2 separate regions of the Sus scrofa genome follow, and region 2 is linked to region 1. Evidence: chromatin contacts called from public HiChIP or PLAC-seq data. All regions are on one chromosome and are shown on one strand. Each heading gives the region's core, a stretch centred on a gene start, on an enhancer-like site or on the middle of the called end of the contact. The rest is flanking DNA. Distances are from core to core; before and after follow the strand shown.

The links. HiChIP or PLAC-seq counts read pairs in DNA pulled down with a chosen protein or histone mark.
Region 2: an H3K27ac HiChIP or PLAC-seq map of skeletal muscle shows a contact between it and region 1. The contact joins two enhancer-like sites. A contact is called at or near these places in 12 of 47 Hi-C or Micro-C datasets (adipocytes, alveolar macrophages, embryonic fibroblasts and 7 more) and 2 of 2 datasets of contacts at active chromatin or transcription factors (alveolar macrophages and skeletal muscle).

Annotation. Positions count from the first base shown.
Region 1 is chr10:11,640,750-11,644,278 of Sscrofa11.1, reverse strand. All of the region lies in intron 1 of DISP1 (protein dispatched homolog 1), which reads right to left. Among named protein-coding and RNA genes, the nearest start is that of DISP1, 120 kb to the right of the region's middle. Within about 2 kb of position 1,943, at least 19 of the 83 cell types and tissues checked have an H3K27ac peak or open chromatin away from gene starts, as enhancers often do. A contact at or near this core is called in alveolar macrophages, mesenteric adipose tissue, omental adipose tissue and 2 more, where this site is marked.
Region 2 is chr10:11,739,890-11,743,038 of Sscrofa11.1, reverse strand. No RefSeq gene overlaps it. Among named protein-coding and RNA genes, the nearest start is that of WDR64, 94 kb to the left of the region's middle. Within about 2 kb of position 1,503, at least 31 of the 83 cell types and tissues checked have an H3K27ac peak or open chromatin away from gene starts, as enhancers often do. A contact at or near this core is called in alveolar macrophages, mesenteric adipose tissue, omental adipose tissue and 2 more, where this site is marked.

The DNA of each region.
Region 1 (3,529 bases), core at 694-3,193:
CTTCCTCCCACAGTAAGTGAGCTGTATCCATGGCAGCAATGCCCTTAAAAGAGACAGAGTAGTATATCCGTTTATATTTGAGTTCCTATCGCAGACGACTTCCAATTCTATTAAACGGCAATTGTTTCTTTTAACCCTAAGTCTGAAGACTTGTGTTCATTTGCATAACTAAGAATATACAAAATAAAAGTAGAGTTTTCTATATCAGAAATGTCAATCTAGGGAGTTCCCGTAGTGGCTCAGTGGGTTAAAAACCTGACTAGTATCCATGAGGATGTGGGTTCGATCCCTGGCCTCACTCAGGGTTTAGGATATGGCGCTGCTGTGAGCTTCGGTGTCGGTCAAAGACACGGCTCGGTTCCGGTGTTGCTGTGGCTGTGGTGTAGGCCGACAGCCACAGCTCCGACACGACCCCTAGTTCCAGGAACTTCCACAAGTTGAGAGTGCGGCCTTAAAAAAAATATGTTAATCTATAATCTTTCAAAAAAGTTCTAGAAGACAGTCTTCTGATAAGCCGTTATCTAACGCAAGAACCAGGCAGCCAAGACATTCACTTAGACTCTGCAGCAAGTCTTGAAGGAAACACAATAAATATAACAAATATTCGCAAAGCTGTAAGTCTATTACCATGGTTCCAACCCTTCCTGCAAATTAAAATCACTTCAGTTATATAAAAAAAATTTATAGACCCAGGGCCCTGGGCCCAGAGGTTGATTTAATTCATATTTTAATGGGGTGTGGGCATTAGCATTTTAAAACGCTCCCCAGATGATTTTAATGTACTCCTAGGGTTGAGGACCATTGATTTATTCTTTATTTAATTAATGCTGATCAATTTATAAGAGCAAGCAATTGCTACTGAAGAGTATTCAGCATGGGTTCAGGAAATATTGCTTGAAATGCAGAATAATGCTGTCTATTCAAAAACTCCACATTAGGGGTGTGTGTTATAGTATTTGGATTATCTTTACTTCTTTGGGGTTATAATGAAAAGAGGTCTCATCTGTATCATATTTGAAGTTTACGGGGCAGGGATGAGGGTCCAGGGAAGAGAAATCCTTAATGAGACATGAATTTGAGAGACAAGAGTGCAGGATTCATGTGGAACAGTGTTGTGGGAATACAAAACAACTTGTCACATAGCCTCAATTACTCATGGATCATTTGAATAATGTGTAGGCTATGGCCAATTTGACTAATGAGCTTATTTAGCCCTCAAGAAAAATATATCCCCAGCACCTGGTCAATCTCCAACATGAAGTCTCAAGCCTCTAGTAAAAGAGTAGTTCCCTAAAGTTTTGTGCCAAAAAAAAAAAAAAAAAAAAAAAAAAAAATGAAGGAGAAGGAAGAAGGGAAGAAGATAGGAAGGAAAGGGAGTTCCCTGGTGGCTCAGCAGGTTAAGGATCTGGCATTGTCACCGCTGTGGCTCGAGTCACTGCTGTGTTGAGGGTTTGAACCCTGGCGGCTCAGCAGGTTAAGGATCTGGCATTGTCACCGCTGTGGCTCGAGTCACTGCTGTGTTGAGGGTTTGATCCCTGGCCCCAGAACTTCTTGCATGCCATGGGCGTGGCTGAAAAAAGAAATAAAAGGAGGAAGGAAGGCAAAGAAAGAGGAAGGGCAAAGGAAACGAAAGAGAAAATGAAAGAAAAAATACTCCTGCTTCGGACGGCATTTTTAATTCTAGAGTCAGACGACCTCCAGACGGCAGGCTGCTCTCTAGACTCACATCCCCATGAAAACAGAATGAACTACAGGATGCTTTGGTGATAAACAGGACCCCCAAGGAGTGACGGATCTATCTTTAGGCCATAAGATTTCATCTGAAATTATCTGGCCTCAACTAAAACCGCAAAACAGGCAACTTTACAATCGAGCAACCTCTCTGTGTGACTACAGTTCTTCCCTAGTAGAACTAGGATCATGTTACCGAGCTTACGGTGTGTTGCTGAAGAGATCGCAAGCACGTCTAAAGACACCATGAATGTCTGATACTTCACACCTCTCAAAACCTCAAAACTTAGCAGCTCAAAGGAAAAAAACCACCACCGAGATCAATGAAAATGAGAAAATACCACCTCCACGCATGGTGAGGCCCAAGAATGGGAAGGAATCTTTAAAACGTCTTCCATAAAGCCCCAAACTGAGATCAATCACCATAAAGCACTTGAAAGCTGTTTGATTTACATGGTAACGTGTTGTTTCTTAATATCACACTCAGACGTATCCCACTAATGCTAAGTATCCGACACCAGGCTCCACTCCCCGCTGCTTTGTGAAGTTTGAGAAGTAGCAAATCAGATCTCCTAGAGCAGCTCCAAATGGGTTCCTCCCTGCAGGGCACAGCGAATAAAGGCTCAGGGGTATCCTTTAGTCTACAGGCAACTTGAGAAACATATCTCAAGGTATCTGTTATGAGGCACAGTGCAAGACCTCCTTGGACTGAGAGAACGCTGAGATTTACTTGAAACTTAGAAAAACACCAAATTTTGCCTGTTATTCTTACTTGAATTGGATCAGTAAAGTAACTCTTAGCAAGAGTCTGGGTACATCTTTCATAAATCTTTTCCTCTTCCTTACTTAAATTACCACTATAAATGTTGGCCAATTCTATTTGCTTTCCTGAGTATGTTAGATGAGCTGAAATGACATTTATATTGTGCACGTGGCGTTCTTGTTTGCTCACAAAGGTAATGAAATCCTATTTTTCAGTTAAATGGGAGCATGTCCTCATTTGGCAAGCATATAATAAGCACCTAGTGTGTTCCCTGTGAGTCGTTTTCGTGGAATCGAGTATGTGAGCCTGAAATAAGTGAGCCTGTTAAATAGCGATTAAAATGATATACAAATAGAAATTGAGAGAGCAAAGGGCCATCCTCTGCCCCGAGTCCTATTTTTCTCATATACTTTAGCTGCTTTGTTTTATATTTTTTCTGAAAGGCTGAGAGGTTAAGCAGTTCATTTGTCTTTTGATCCTAAACACCCAGTTTTATTTCCTGTGTTGGGATGTGGTCAGAAATTGTAAGTTTTAAGAAATGAGAAATGTTCACGTAGCCAGTGTGTCAAGGCTGTCTGTCCACCATGGGTACGGAGCTGTAAGAGTTACAACATTTGTACTGTTCAGATGCTCTGATCCAACCCCAGAACTCAAAGCAGTTAGAGTCGAAGGGACAGAACTGGTGCAGAGCAAACTCTGAAAAGCAGACGTCCCCCGTTTGCTAAAAAGGTTGAGTGATTCAATACAAACCAAAGAGACACCTCGGATTAGGCTGAGTGTCGGATGGAAGCTCCTTGCGGGGCAGTAGGTTAAGGATCTGGCATTGCCATAGCTGTGGCACAGGTCGCCACCCGCCTCAGGTTCAATCCTTGGCCTGGGCCAACGTCCACAGGCCCTGAGTGCAGCCAAAATTAAAAAAAAAAAAAAAAAAAAATGCTGGAGGAATCCGTTTTACGGTATCGTTTCCCAGAGTGGAAAGGCTAACACGTATTTTCAAAACTGCTCCGTAGGTCAATCATTTCAGACACAGACAGT
Region 2 (3,149 bases), core at 254-2,753, 99 kb before region 1:
TCTCACACATACCACATGCACACACAGATATACCCCACATATGTACACACATCACACACACAACATACGTACACATCACATGCTATATACCTAACGCACACAACACCACACACCACACACACACACAGCACATACGCCCACACCGCATGGCATCTTTGAAGTGTGATCCCAGAATTGCCCCCAGTGTGAAGTTCACAGTGATTTGAAAACAGCTGAGGGAACATCCTTCTCTTGGTCACGAGAAGAGCCAGCCCCTCCAGCGCCACCTCAGCTGAGAGGCCCGGCGGACAGGGCGCCAGGCTCTGCAAACACGGCGCCTCGAGGCCCACATTCCATCCAGGCTTCATGAGACAGAAACGCCCCCCATGGCCCCACCTGGTGCCTCAGTAGGGAGCGGTCCACCTGCCAGCCCCCACATCTCAACAGCGGCCAGGGACTGTCCCCCAAAATGGGGATCGCCAGGACTTGCCAAGGATAACTGTGCCCAGGAGGCCCGGACAGTTAGAATGGGGGTGACTAGATTGAGCCCCCTTTAGTCTAGGGGTTGGCTCTAATTCTGCCGGCAGGCAGGGGTGATCCCGCTTCTGTTCGAATACTTCTAAGGATGGGAGGCCCCTCCTTTGTAAAGTCAGCCTGCTCTCTTATTGAGAATATGCTTCATTCTTGTATTGATGCAAAATCTGCTTTCCGGAACTTTGACCCACGGGTCCCAATTCTGCCGAAGGGCCTCCTCGTCCCGCCAGGCAGGAAGACCCGTATTGGCTCAGAGGGTTACAAACCCGACCAGTACCCATGAGGATGCCCCAGGCCTTGCTCAGTGGTGAAGAATCCAGCTTTGCTGTGGCTGTGGTGTAGATCAGTAGCCCTGCGGCTCCTATTCAACCCCCAACCTGGGAACCTCCATATGCTGCACATGAGGCCCTAAAAAGAAAAGAAAAAAAAAAGACACACAGTCACTGTGGTATCTCAGAGACCCTTCTGTGGGCAACATCTCTTATACGGTAGTTGCTCAGTGAAATCGTGAACAAATTTAGGGTTTTGTGGAAATACTGGACAAGGCCCTTGGCCTCCCTGGAACCCTGAAGGTGGACTCCAGGCCAGAGGCCTCATCCACACCCAGCCCCACTGTCCACACCTGTGACCAGCAGACCCTGCCCAAGGCAGAAATGCCTGTGGAAGGCCACATGGGGGCCAGAACACTTGTCCCCACCCCTCCTCGGGTTGTGCCATGTGCTGGAGTCAGGCTGGCCACCACTCTCCCTGCGGGGGCAGAATGCAAGGGAGAGATTTCTGGAACAGAGCCCATGTCTCAGGCCGCACTGGCGGCCGCGAACTCAGCCTATTGTGGTTCTCCTTCCCTTCGCAGGGCTTTTATTGGTATTTCCCACTGGTCTTCCAGACTAAAAAGAAATCTTCAGAAACCACAGGAAGGGGAGGAGGGCTGGAGAGGAGCCCTGCAGGCCAGCTGCTTCTGGAAGTCGCTGATCTCCAAACAGGAAGGCTGGTCTTTCCTGTTTAGACATCGTGTCTGCCTAGAGGAAGTTGTGACAAAGTAACAGTAATAATGACATCAGCCCCCGATGTGTCCACATCCCTCCTATCACAAATGGCTGTTTGTGCAGGGCGTGCCAAACCTGGTGGGCACAGCTCCACTGGGGCTCTAGGGGCAGATGATGAGCTGTGGAGTTTGGAAGGCTTGACCGGGGAGGGGATCCCTTGGGGACAGTCCTGGATGCCCACGGACCCTTTGGGACCAGGGAGAATGGGCCTTTGGGCAGAAGGAGAAAGCCGTGGGGTCAAGCTTTGTTCTCAGCCAGGTGCCAGCCCCGCCCAGCCCATGCCAGCTGGCAGACCTGACCCAGCAATTCAGCTCCTCTGGATGCTGAGCTGGAGAAAATCCCCAGCTGCTCTGCGCGCATGGCCCGTATTGCCCAGACTCTTGACCGTTTTCCAGCCACCTGGAGCCACCTGGCGGAAGTGCATTGGCTCCCAGTGCAAGCGTCACTGAATCTTGAGAAGAGGGCTCGGAGTTCCCGCTGTGGTGCAGCAGGTTAAGGACCCAGTGCTGTCTCTGTGGTGGTGCAGGCACCACCCAGTACAGTGGGTTCAGGGCCCAGCATTGCCGCAGCTGTGGCGGAGGGACAGCTGCAGCTCAGCTTCCATCCCTGCCTGGGAACTTCCACATGCCTTGGGTGTGCCCAAGAGGGGATGAGGCGGGGGTAGGGGGAGGGAGACTGGGTTTCCAGTGGGAGAAGCCGTGGGTTCCAGGCCTGATCCAGCTCTTTGGGAGCTGCGTGGCTCCACTTAGCAAAACCTCTCATCCCCTTAGCAGCTGCTGCTAAGGTGCCCTCTGTCCGGTGCAGTCACTGTCCACATGTGTGTGCTCAGGGCAGTTCTGCTTTCTGCTGAGAGCTGCCCCTACGTGTGTCTGTACACACACAGGGGACCAGAAAGACAGCGTGATGTGGTTCCCAGGATCCAGCGTGGCCTTGGGGGTGGGGTGGGGGGAGGGGACCGTCTCTGCTCTCCCTTAGCTACCGAGAGGGAGCCTTCCCCCCACCAACGCCACCAACGCCACCAACGCCAGCTCTCCCTCATCTGTTTTTTCCTTTTTTCCTTTCTTTTTTTTTTTGGCCACTCCGCAGCACATGGAAGTTCCCAACCCAGGGACCGAACCCAAGCCATAGCAGTGACAACGCCAATTCCCCAACCCCTAGGCCACAGAGGAACTCCAAGCGTGGCCTTTGAGTGGCATTTAAATTAATAGAGCCCTAGAGGGAATGCTGGTTAAACACCAGAAGACACTTGCTGAGCGTGAGGATTGCGTGTGGAGATTCTGTTTCTTCTGTGGCTTTGTTTCAATTCTTTTCGGATGTTTCAGCTCCGCCAGGAAGAACTAACAAAGGAAACCCAGGCACCTGCTCACACAAGCGACTTGCACAACCCCAGGGCATCTGGAGAGCTGTGTCCAGTTGGCTCGCATTAATAGTGTCTTCTGTCCGGTCACAATAAGCAGCCTGCCTCTGCTGGGCTGTCTTGGTGCTTTAACTCGATGCTTGTATCTGTTTAACTGTCTGATGTCTTCCTGAGAGACGTCAAAGACCTTAAAAAGAATAGTCACTGAACAAACTGTGAGCAAAAAAATATAC